Linked DNA regions of Mus musculus: region 2 is linked to region 1. The links are chromatin contacts, called in public Micro-C maps. All regions are on one chromosome and are shown on one strand. The core of a region is the stretch at or near the end of the contact, and the rest is flanking DNA. Distances in the headings are between cores, read along the strand shown. Region 1 holds the start of Xkr6 (X-linked Kx blood group related 6). Region 2 holds the start of Sox7 (SRY (sex determining region Y)-box 7).

What was found. Hi-C and Micro-C count contacts between places; a contact is called where the count stands out from the background.
Region 2: a Micro-C map of embryonic stem cells shows a contact between it and region 1, with 4 times the contacts expected there. The contact joins the promoter of Sox7 here to the promoter of Xkr6 in region 1. A contact is called at or near these places in 1 of 39 promoter capture datasets (liver) and 1 of 484 Hi-C or Micro-C datasets (embryonic stem cells).

What each region holds. Positions count from the first base shown.
Region 1 is chr14:63,604,501-63,609,996 of GRCm38.p6, forward strand. It overlaps Xkr6 (X-linked Kx blood group related 6), which reads left to right and starts at 2,030. Exons shown (of 3, transcript NM_173393.2): 1 at 2,030-2,784. The coding sequence starts at 2,030. Gm15918 (predicted gene 15918) reads right to left here and starts at 3,219. Exons shown (of 2, transcript NR_167937.1): 1 at 2,459-3,219.
Region 2 is chr14:63,941,367-63,946,862 of GRCm38.p6, forward strand. Sox7 (SRY (sex determining region Y)-box 7) reads left to right here and starts at 2,340. Exons shown (of 2, transcript NM_011446.1): 1 at 2,340-2,627. The coding sequence starts at 2,390.

The sequences.
Region 1 (5,496 bases), core at 780-3,279:
TTTTATGTGCATTTATGTCTGCATGAGGATGCCAGGTCCCCTGAAACTTGGATTAGAGACAGTTGTGAGTTGCCATGTGGGTGTTGAGAAGGGAACCAAGGTCCTCTGGAGGAGCAGCCAGTGCTCTTAACCTGTGAGCCATTTCTCCAGCCCCCAAGGTGTTGTTTCAACTCCAGCAAAGAAACAGTCTTTCACCTATATGCAGAAATAATATTTTACCTGTTAGTGCTGTTTTATTACCATAGAAAGTAAAAGGATTAAACTATAGCAAAAAGTAAAAGATGCAGTTATATGATTTCTTTCACAAAGTAGATTTTAGAATCACTTTCTGTAATGTATGGGTAAAATTCTTTACATAGTTTTTCAGTTTTTATACATTTTATCTTGGCATGATATACTCATGAAAACTTGTGTTCTGCAATAGGGTATTCTCTTCTTTCCCAGTCACTCTAGAAACTGAAGTAGATCCTATAGGGTTAAATGTCATAAGTTGTCAAAGTAGTTTTTTTCTTCAGAACCTCAATGCTATAAACATATTACCTATTTGTCTTGTTAGCATTCCAAAAAAAACAAAACAAAAAACAAAACAAAAAAACCCATTATTGCCATTCTTAGATTACTGAAAAAAATTGGATAAAAACAATCTACAGAGGTTGATGAGAAAATTCCAGTGTTTTCTTTTTCACTTTTTCTTTAAAATACTTCTTTAAAATAACTCATCAATAACAACTAAGTAGTTTGCTGTCTTCCACTGAAAGAGCATTGTAATTCAAATCCATTCAGTGCTGCCTCATTTATACAATTTGTTAGTGAAGCTCAAATACTCTGCACCTATTTTAATGATATAGCACATTAATAACATTTTCACTCATTTAAAGCCATGTTTACTAACAGAGCCTTAGCACCCCCCAAAACACTGGCAAAGACAAGTTTCACACATTCAAATTGCCTGAACAAGTAATTGATACATACAGCTTAAAGCTTTTTTTTTTTTTTTTTTTTTTTTTTTCCCAAATGAAGGTCTTTAGAGAGTTTTAAAATCACGCTAAAACAAACAAAAAAAAGTAGGTAAAAACATGTTTGACTGTGCAGAAAACACTCAAGGTCACAAGATGCCCATTTAGTTCTTGCTACAACAGGAAAGAGGCAACCAGGCTGATTTCTAGCTAAATTTTGCCTAGAATTTTCTTGAGGGAAAGTTGGAAACTTTATTACAAAATATGGGAAAGTTATCAAGTGACAGGAAAATTAGGGGGTCAATAAAGATGAAAGATGTCTAAACAGAAGTGAGAATCAGTAAGTTTGTGGACTCTTATTGACTTATGTCATTATTTTTAGAGCCCCTCAAAATAAGAAACTAACACGGATGAAGGGGGGGTTATCCAGCCAGAGGTGAGACACAGCCATTTTGGTGGGGGGGAGGGGGGTGTCTAACTACACAATGAGGTCATCCTATCTCCCGGAAGTGACAAGTAATCACCTGCTTTTCACTAGCTCCTCCCCTTCCCTCAAAGGTCCCGCCCCTCTGCCCGCAGCCGGGAGGGTGTTAGGGGGCGTTTCTCCCAGAGCAAAGCTGAGAGCTGCGACGCAGAGGAAGGGGACCCCAAAACGTCTGGCACTGCCTCCTCCAGGGAACACTTTGGACCGTCTCACTCAACCCAGCGGGATTCTGAAACGCCGAGGGGTCAACCTGATGGGTTTCGGGGTCAACGGAAGAGGGGACGGGGAGCCCTGGCGGGGAGAACCCCCCGGCCCCCCGCCCAGCAGCTGAGGCACAGGAGGGCGGCCATCTTGGCCGGTAGGGTAGGGCCAGGAGGCTGCGGGCGCCGTGCGATTGGGGGGCTCGCCCGGAAGTGACGCCGCCCGCCCGGAAGCGGAGGGGGTTCCCTGGCCCACTCCCCCCGTTCGTCTGCTCCCCGCTTCCTCCCCGCCCCCCTTCCTCTCCATTCGTTCCCCCCCTCCCCGGTCCCTGCCTTCTCCCCCCACCCGTCCCTCCCCCCCAACCTCCGGAGCTGGGAAGAGAGTCAAGATGGCGGCGAAATCCGATGGCGGTGGCGTGGGGGTGGGCTTCGCCCAGCTGCACAACCTGGACGAGGCGGTGGGCAGCGGCGAGGAGGACGGGGAGCCCGGGGGAGGCGGCTGCGGCGGCGGCGACGGCAGCGAGCCCGGCGAGAGCAGCTCGCTGCACATCTGCCACTGCTGCAACACCTCCTCGTGCTACTGGGGCTGCCGCTCCGCCTGCCTGCGCTCGCTGCTGGGCAAGAAGCCGCGCCGCAGCGCCGCCGCCGCCGACGGGGGGGACCAGCCGCTGCAGCCGCCCGGGGCCGCCGGCCGCCACCCCCCGACGCCCTCGGCCGGCCGACCGCAGCCCGCGTCGCCGCAGGTGGAGCGGCCGTGGCTTGACTGCCTGTGGATCGTGCTCGCGCTGCTGGTGTTCTTCGGGGACGTGGGTACCGACCTGTGGCTGGCCCTCGACTACTACCGCAAGGGGGACTACGGCTGCTTCGGGCTGACCCTGTTCTTCGTGCTGGTGCCGTCGCTGCTGGTGCAGAGCCTGAGCTTCCGCTGGTTCGTGCAGGACTACACGGGCGGCGGGCTAGGCGCCGTGGAGGGGCTCAGCAGCCGGGGACCCCCAATGATGGGGGCCGGCTACGGCCACGGCGCGGCCCGCGGCGGCCCGGGTGCGGGGGGCTCGGCCACCCCGGGGGCGCAGCGTCTGTGCCGCCTCTCCGTGTGGATCTGGCAGTCGGTCATCCACCTGCTGCAGATGGGGCAGGTGTGGAGGTAAGAGCACTGCGGGCTGGGGGCGGGGGCTGCGGCCGCGCGCGGGCCCCTCGGACAGTCTGGGCTAGGTTGAGCCGGGGGTAGCCGTGCGCTGTCTTAGCATCTCGGGACGGTCTATAGGTTGCCTGGCCACGCCTTTTGGCCCGGGGGAGGCCCTAGGTCCTGCTGTTTGTCCATCTCCGTCCCTGGGTTGCACTTGGAGAAGACCCTGCCTCTACCCTCCCGCCTCTCCTCTGCAGACCTCCATCCTGGTTGCCCCCTTTCCCCCCCCCGCTGTGTCCCAAGGTAACTGGCGCTCGTTTGCATCCTGGAGGAGACCTGGCCTCCTTCAGCCGGTTGCACTTGGCCTTCCCCCCTACCCCCATCCTCCCCGAGGGACATTTCCTCCCCCCCCCCACTCCTGTTTTCTCTCTGCAGTGGCCGGTGTGGGGCCCTGTGGAAAAACCCTAGCTGCCTCTCCTTAAAGCACTCCTTCCTTTCACGCCCCTCCTCCTCCTGCAGCCCCAGCCCCTGCAAACACCGCTGCTCCACACCGCTGCCCTCCTTGAAGGAAAAAAAATGACTTTTTTTTTCTTTCCGGAATAGATGTGCCCTTTTCGCAGTGACAGGGAAAAAAAATGAGATGGTATCTAGTGGCAGCAAGCGTTTGCTGTTAACTCTCACCTCTGGAAAATCACTGAGCCACTTGAGCACCTATTTCTGTTTTTAACGGCCAGGCCTCTGTGTGGTTTGTGTTTACATCCAAGATGCAAGCTTGGCCTCAAGGCCCTTTCCCCTGCTTCTGTAAAGTCCTCGTGTGTCAGGTTGATCTCTCAAAACCACTCACCAAGGAACCTTGTCTGCCTCACTGTCTAAGCACATAGAGTACCTCACTGACTAGCTACCCCACCTTCTACCTCATTAACTGTCCACCTCGCTGACTGATTGCTTCACTGTTTACATCATAGCCTCTCCAACTGCCTTCCTTGTCTACCTTACCGCCTCACCGTCTTCCCCCACTTCCCGGCTACCTCACTGATTGCCTGTTTACACCAGACTCATATATATGCCTTCCTATGTGGTCTGCCTCACTGACTGTCTTACTGTCTTGCCCTCATTGACAGGCTACCTCACCAACTGGCTACTCCACTGACTGGGTACCTCACTGGCTGCTTCGCTGTTTTCCTTTCCCACTACCTGGTACCTCACTAGCTCACCAGCTGGCTTTCTTCTCTGTCTGACCACACTGACTGGTTGCTTTCCTGATTCCATCCTTAGCTCACTGCCTTCTCTGTTTATCTCCCTGTCTACCTCCTCGTTCACCTCGGCGATTACCTCCAGTGCTTACCTAACTGCCTGACTGCTGTTGTTTACGTCACTCTCTCACTGTCTGCTGACTGTCTCCGTGTCTTCCACTTATTATCTGTCTCTGTCTACTTACGGAATACCTCTCGATGACTGCTTCACTACACCCATTTCCCTCACTGTCTGCTCACTGCCTCGCTCCCTGCCACACTGATTACCGTTGCTGGTCTCACCGACTCTGTTTACCTCAGTGCTTCCTACCGCACTGTCTACTTGAAAGTCTGCTGATTGTCTCACTGTCTCCTGACTGCCTGACTACTTTCACTGTCTACTTACTTCACTGTCTGCCTCCCTTACTGACTACCATCAGTGTTTACCTCTCTGGCTACCCCAAGAAACCATTGAAACCTTAGTCACTGTGTGTCCTACGACTTAAACCTGCGCCAGTGTGTTCTGGATCCAGTGACTTTGCCAGTGACAGTATTTGCAAGGGGAACATTTTTTTTTTTTTTTGTAGTAGTAGAACCTACACAGGGCTGAATCCTTTCAGTACATTTCCTCTGAGGAGACTGCCCTAGACTATCTTCTATGCCAAGTAGATTTTAGGCCTCAGCATCTCGGCTAATAAAGCTGTGCTCTGGTTAGATGTAATAAAGTTTGTGTTTTGAATGTTTTCTTCATATCTCTATTCTGAATCTTCAGAACATCACAGAAAGCATGAGATTGAATTAAAACATTGTCCTACAGAGTTGACATGCAGAGTCAGGAAGAAGTGAGAGTGGGTCTTGCTTTTTCTGTTCTTCCCATGGTTGTTGACTAGTGTTCCTAGGTTCTTCCCAGTGACCATTACTCCAGCTGCACTTATCTGCAGAGAAGTTGTTTCCTGCTGATAAAAAAATTACAAACAGGAAGTTTAGTTAAAAGTATAGCTGAAGCCAAAAGAACATTTTCAAAATAAGTCTTAAAGTCTAAAATTTTAACCCTTTCCCTAAATAATCCCATGCTGAATCAAAGTGGGTTTGCTATTGAGAATACAGTTTTCAGTTGCTTGGAGGGGTTTGCTATTGAGAATACAGTTTTCAGTTGCTTGGAGGGGTTTGCTATTGAGAATACAGTTTTTCAGTTGCTTGGAGGGGTTTGCTATTGAGAATACAGTTTTCAGTTGGTTGGAGGGGTTTGCTCTTGAGAATACAGTTTTTCAGTTGGTTGGAGGCTGGTATGAGCCATGAGGAGACAAGGAAAAAGTACGAGAAGGATCATGAACTGTTAGTAGGGTTTTATGCAGCATGTATTTAATAACTAGGCATCTGTTTGAACAAGCTGAAGTTACTGTCTCCTTGTCTCATGCATGTGAATGTGGGCCGTGAGGAAGTTGATGTCACGTTAAATTTTCTGAGAGCATTAATTCTAATGTGTCCCATCCTGTTA
Region 2 (5,496 bases), core at 1,090-3,589, 340 kb after region 1:
GGGATGTAAAGTAAATTTAAAAGAGGAAGAGGAGGAGGAGGAGGGGAAAGAGGAGGGGAGGAAGAGGGAGGAGGAGGGAGAGGGAGAGGGAGAGGGAGAGGGAGAGGGAGAGGGAGAGGGAGAGGGAGAGGGAGAGGGAGAGGAAGAAACATCATTACAAAGATGAAGTTACAAAAGTGAGCAAACCAACCAGCCCGGGTTCCAGCCTACAGATGGCTCCAAGCAGCAGGTCGGTCAGCGATGGAGCAAAGTCACAAAGACTTCAGGCTCACAACTATCACCAGTTGCAATGTGTGAAACTAACTACTTGGAAGCAACTTTCCCAACCTGTATTCTCCGAGCCTGACCCCTCTCTTTGCCCCGGGTTTGCCAAGGTATCTACAGTCTTCCCTAACGGTTCTGCACTGTGTGAGCCCAGCATTTCCACAAACAGGCGCTGGCCTCTCTGAAGCTGCATTAAAAGCAACCTGTCCCTTGAGCAGAGTTAGGGTCAAACTAGTGGCCCCTTGTGATCCATTGTCGTCCTGTTCCTCTTTCTCAGAAAGCCATACCTCTCAAGGAGAAGCATGTCTGGGAGCAATCGTGGCAGTGAAGCACAACACTGCAAATGGCCTAGCGCCCACCCCCAACAGCCCCATGGAGACTTCTGCCTCTGGATATGCTGGGCAAACCTTCCAGTCTAGGATGGTGCCTGATGGCTCTGCGGCCTGCACCTCAGGACACCCTCTTCCAGACTAGCTCCCTGCTGCACCACCTTTGGCTGGTAGCTGTCCTGGCTTTGCACAGTAGCGGGGGTGGGGGTGGGGGGTGGGGCAGCGATCACCGGCTTTAAGGGACACCGGCCTTAGAGCCCTGTTGCTGGACCCTGACCCGAGTCTATTTTATGCCGAAAGCACATGCCCTGATGAATTTTATCTAGGGTCCTTGAGGGTAAAATTAGGTCTTAAAGTCGGAGAAGTTGCAGTTCTCCGGACATTTACAGCGTCTCAGCACTGGCCGCCTTGCACGTTGTAAGCAAATTCAGTCACCTCACAGGGACTTTGAGACTAGAGAGGCATCTCCATCAAAGATTACACAGCCAGAGCTCACTGTATTTACCTCATCACCGCCTGTGAGATCAGCCTTATCGCCGGGTTTTAGGATTAGGAAAGGTCTTGGGAGATACCGGACTTGCTGTCACGCATTCAGTAACTCAAGACAGAGTCTCACACCCAACACCACTGTCTTCCGCTCAGACTCTGCCTCTTTCGAAGGTCGCCTCTGTGGAGCCTCCACATGGGGTGGCGCGCCATAAATGTTTGTGGGTCTAATTCCAGGAACTAGGCCCCCCGCCCCTGCGGTGTTTCTACAGTGGGGTGTGTCTAAAGCATGTTGGCTCGTTATTTCACTCATTCGTTCATTCACTCATTCGGCAGTTCTTGAATGCCTACTGTGTGTAGGCGCTGATGTAACCGCCAAAGCAGCCGCGGCGTGCGTTAGGGTCTCAAGTTCCCGGTCCACAGCTCATTCAGGATACGGGGAAACCGAGAAGGCTCCACTGTAAGGAAGTAGTTGGGACACATAGGAGCGGAAAAGCGGCTCCTCTAGAGTCGGAAGAAGCACCAGAAATGGATTCCGCAAAAGGGCTACTAGCAAGGAAGATGCAGACTCAGACTGCCGGGGTCAGCGGCAGGCAGAGTGGGATGGGGGCAAAGACAAGAAGAGGAAAATCGGATAGCAGAAAACCCGACCCCTCTAGAGATCCACAGTGCCAGTTTAGGGAAGTCAGTGCGCCGAGTCCCTAGTCCGGTGGATCCCACATCCACCTAAGACCCTTGGTGGCTGCCCACGTTTACTGGGGCGAGATGACCCAAGCCATGGGTGTGATCTGTTCACAACAGCATACTTGGCCGATCTAGGGATATTGATAGTGTCTCTCCTCCTCGAGTATCCTGGTGTAAGCTGTTTGAGTTCGGTTTTCCTTTGCGGGAGTTTTGGTGGAGTCTGGTCCCAGCGCGGAGGGCAGCCCAACAACGGAACAGGGGCTGGACCTGACTCCTGCGCCAAGCAGTGGTGACTTCGAGCCGTGGGCGCGCTCCTCCTGGCCCTGCAGCACCTGCACCGGAGCGGGATCGGGGCAGGCTCGGGAGGCGGAGGGGCGGACAGGGGCGGGCACCGGGGCAGGCTCGGCCCCTCCCTCCCCCTGCCGGCAGGTCGCAGCGGGGACGCCGCGGCGGGGCAGCCGGGAGGGGCCGCGCCGCCCCAGAGAGTCATTGGCGGACCCGGTGGCCCGAAGCTGATAAATAAGGGCCAAGCCCGAGGCTGCTGGCCAAGTTGGACGTCGCGACCTGAGCGAGGGCCAGGTCAGCGCCGGCCCCACGAGGCGAAGCCAAGTGACCCGCGTTCGGCCATGGCCTCGCTGCTGGGCGCCTATCCGTGGACCGAGGGACTGGAGTGTCCCGCCCTGGAAGCCGAGCTGTCGGATGGGCTGTCGCCGCCCGCCGTCCCCCGACCTTCAGGGGACAAGAGTTCGGAAAGCCGGATCCGGCGGCCCATGAATGCCTTCATGGTGTGGGCCAAGGATGAGAGGAAACGTCTGGCAGTGCAGAACCCGGACCTGCACAACGCGGAGCTCAGCAAGATGCTGGGTAAGTGCGCGGGGCACGAAGCTGTTGCGAGGATGGCGCGGGTGACAACGCTGTTCGGAAAGGTGGGGAGTGGGGGTGGGATTTGAACACAGACACCACCAGGGCCTGAGCGGGCCACGGTGAAACCGGTGAAACCAGTGAAACTTTAGGAACAGCACGGGGCTCCGGACTGGTCCCTACTCTGGGTCGCGGAGCTGAGACTCCGGTCTCAGGAGCAGGAGCGACCCGCGGCCTGTCCCGGGGACTGGAACTAGGGCTTAAGGACTCAGAGGGGCAGATACGTTTAGTCTGGGTGGAATCGGCGGAACCGGCGTTTGCTGGAAGACTGAGGAGACTCCACTCCTCACGTTGTAGACTGGGAAAATCAGAAAGAGATATTGTCACAGAGAAAAAGATAACGAACGTACGTCAGTTGAGGCCTCACTGAGAAACGTCTCTATTTTTAACTATTTAACAGAAAGAAAAAGAAAATCAGCAACAAAAGATGTCCACCCGAATAGGCTGGGTTCGCTCATCTATTTATCGAAGAAGTGTAAATAACTTGAAAAGAAATTTTGAGCAGCCAGAGAGGGTCTTTGAATCCCATCGCTTCTTGCTTATAGCTATGGTGCTGTCCGCAGATAATCCTGACTGGAACCAGACAGGCCAGAGAATTGGGGATGAAAATGCTAAAACGGTTCCAAGGAACCCGTTCTTGTTGGATTTTCTATTCTCTCCAGTACTCAGAGCAGGGGTGGGTGGGTTAATATATGCATTACACACACACACACACACACACACACACACACACACACACACACTTATACACACACGTATTAATTAAATGTGTTTGTGTTAGTGAGTGTATGCGTGCACACTCGTGCCACCATGAGTGTGTGGGGGGCAGTCAGAAGACATCTGGGAGGTGGGGAGTAAGTTCTTTCTTGCCATCATGTGGGTTCTAGGAATTAGACATTCACATCTTCAGGCTTCGTGGCAAAAAATGCCTTAACCCACTGAATTAGTCTCAAAGCCAAAAAACTTTCAACCTTACCTTACTTCAAATCTCTTTACCCTTCAACGTGGTTCTTATTTATTTTAACCAGTAAGATCCCTTCAAAATATTTTGTTTGCAGAGGGCACCAAGGCCTGCCAGGAGAGGCATACAGGCCACTGGACCCCACCCCGCTGGGATGGAAGCCCTTCCCTTTTCCGTAGGAGCCTGGGCTCTTTCCTCTTTCAGAGTCACAGATCGAGGGCTGGCTTTCTGCTGGTAATAGGCCTGAGCCTAGAGAGATGGCCCAGCTCTCTGGCTGTCTGGAGGCTCCAAAAAGCACTTGGTGAGAGTTGTGGGGTTCCAAACACCTCTTATCCAAATCTTTGGCCAACTCCACCCAGTGTGTATTGGTGATCATTGCCGTTGGGCCTCCTTCCTCCGAACAAAATAATAAGCCTGTACATTCCCCATTCTATTAGCATAACAAGAAATAGACTAATATCTACAACCATTTTTTTTATCTGAAAGCTTATATTGTTTTCTTTTTTAATGAATTTTATGAATCTCTCTGTGGTTCAGTCCCAGTTGGGGAGAGAATGTTTTTTATTTTTTACCAGGTTTCTGAGGAAGGCCCTGGTGGAGATAAAAGGGTGGGGAACCTGGAAAGGAATCCAGGCTGCCTTATTTGGGGGGTGAGGACAGGGACAGAGATGTGGGAGACAAACCTTCCTGTGGACTAACTCTGTCTGGAATACAACTGCAGGCTTTCTGAGTGTGCAGTTCATCTTGCAGAAAAGACTATCTTTCCTCCTTTAGCAGTACAGCTCAAAATGGTCAAGGGGAAAACAGCAGCTCTTTGCTGCTTGTTAGAGACCACACAGCGCCTGCTAGCAGGGGCAGCTGCAGCCCCCCTGTACTCCTCCTTCCTGAGAACTTTCTTCTCTTTCTGGCCCATGTGAGGGAAGGCACAGATGAGAGACTCCCAACATTTGCTACTGCAGGCTTCCCAAACGTCAACCTTAAAACCCAGGTAAAGGATTTTTAGCAATAGAAAGTGAACTATTTTAGTGTACCATGAATACGTTGAGGCGTGCCTACTACATGACAAATGAGAAAGTGTATCACAAATTAGACATTTGTTAGGATTTAAAGTGCAAACCGTGTTTTAGTAAGTCTAGAGCATCTGGGTACGTTTGGGGACCAGAGCCACATTTTATAGTCAGGCCACGGATAGAGCACTCGGTGTGTCTGGATTCTGGACATCTTGCAAAACTAGTGCCATCTCTACATCTGGTGCTGTGGACACTTTTCGAGACATACTTCTAAGTGACAACTAATTGCAACAATTGCAGATATTGGTAGCTTCTGCCTCTGAGCACTCAGTGTCCTATAATATCCTGACCCATGGAACCAGCCAGTGTGGGCAAGGGCAGAAACCAGGGCAGGGTGTACATACCCTGTGCTTAGCCACAAGTGTATTGTACCCAGTAGGGAGACATGCTCTCTTTCCTTACAGGGCTTATCCGGCCAGATGCCTCGTCCTCTTCACTAGAGGGTCTGAAACTTGAGGGTACATTAGAGTCATGGGAGAGCATGCTAAATTTGCAGATGCCTACCTCCGTTTTAGTCGGCAGCAGTTTAAATGGTCTGTAAGTGATCCTTGGAACTCTCTGGAGCAGGGCTGCGTTCCATTGAAAGATGGAAGTGGTGTACCAAGGTGGCTTGTGATTGCAAAGGGACAGACTGGTAGGGTATGGTGAATAGAAAACCAAGTACAAGCAGCATTTTAACACTGGTGGGGATACACAGAGAGGAGACTCCTAAAAGGGAGAACCGAGCCCTGCATTGGAAACAGCACCTGTTATAGTCAGAAAGACGGAGACCAGGGGGCAG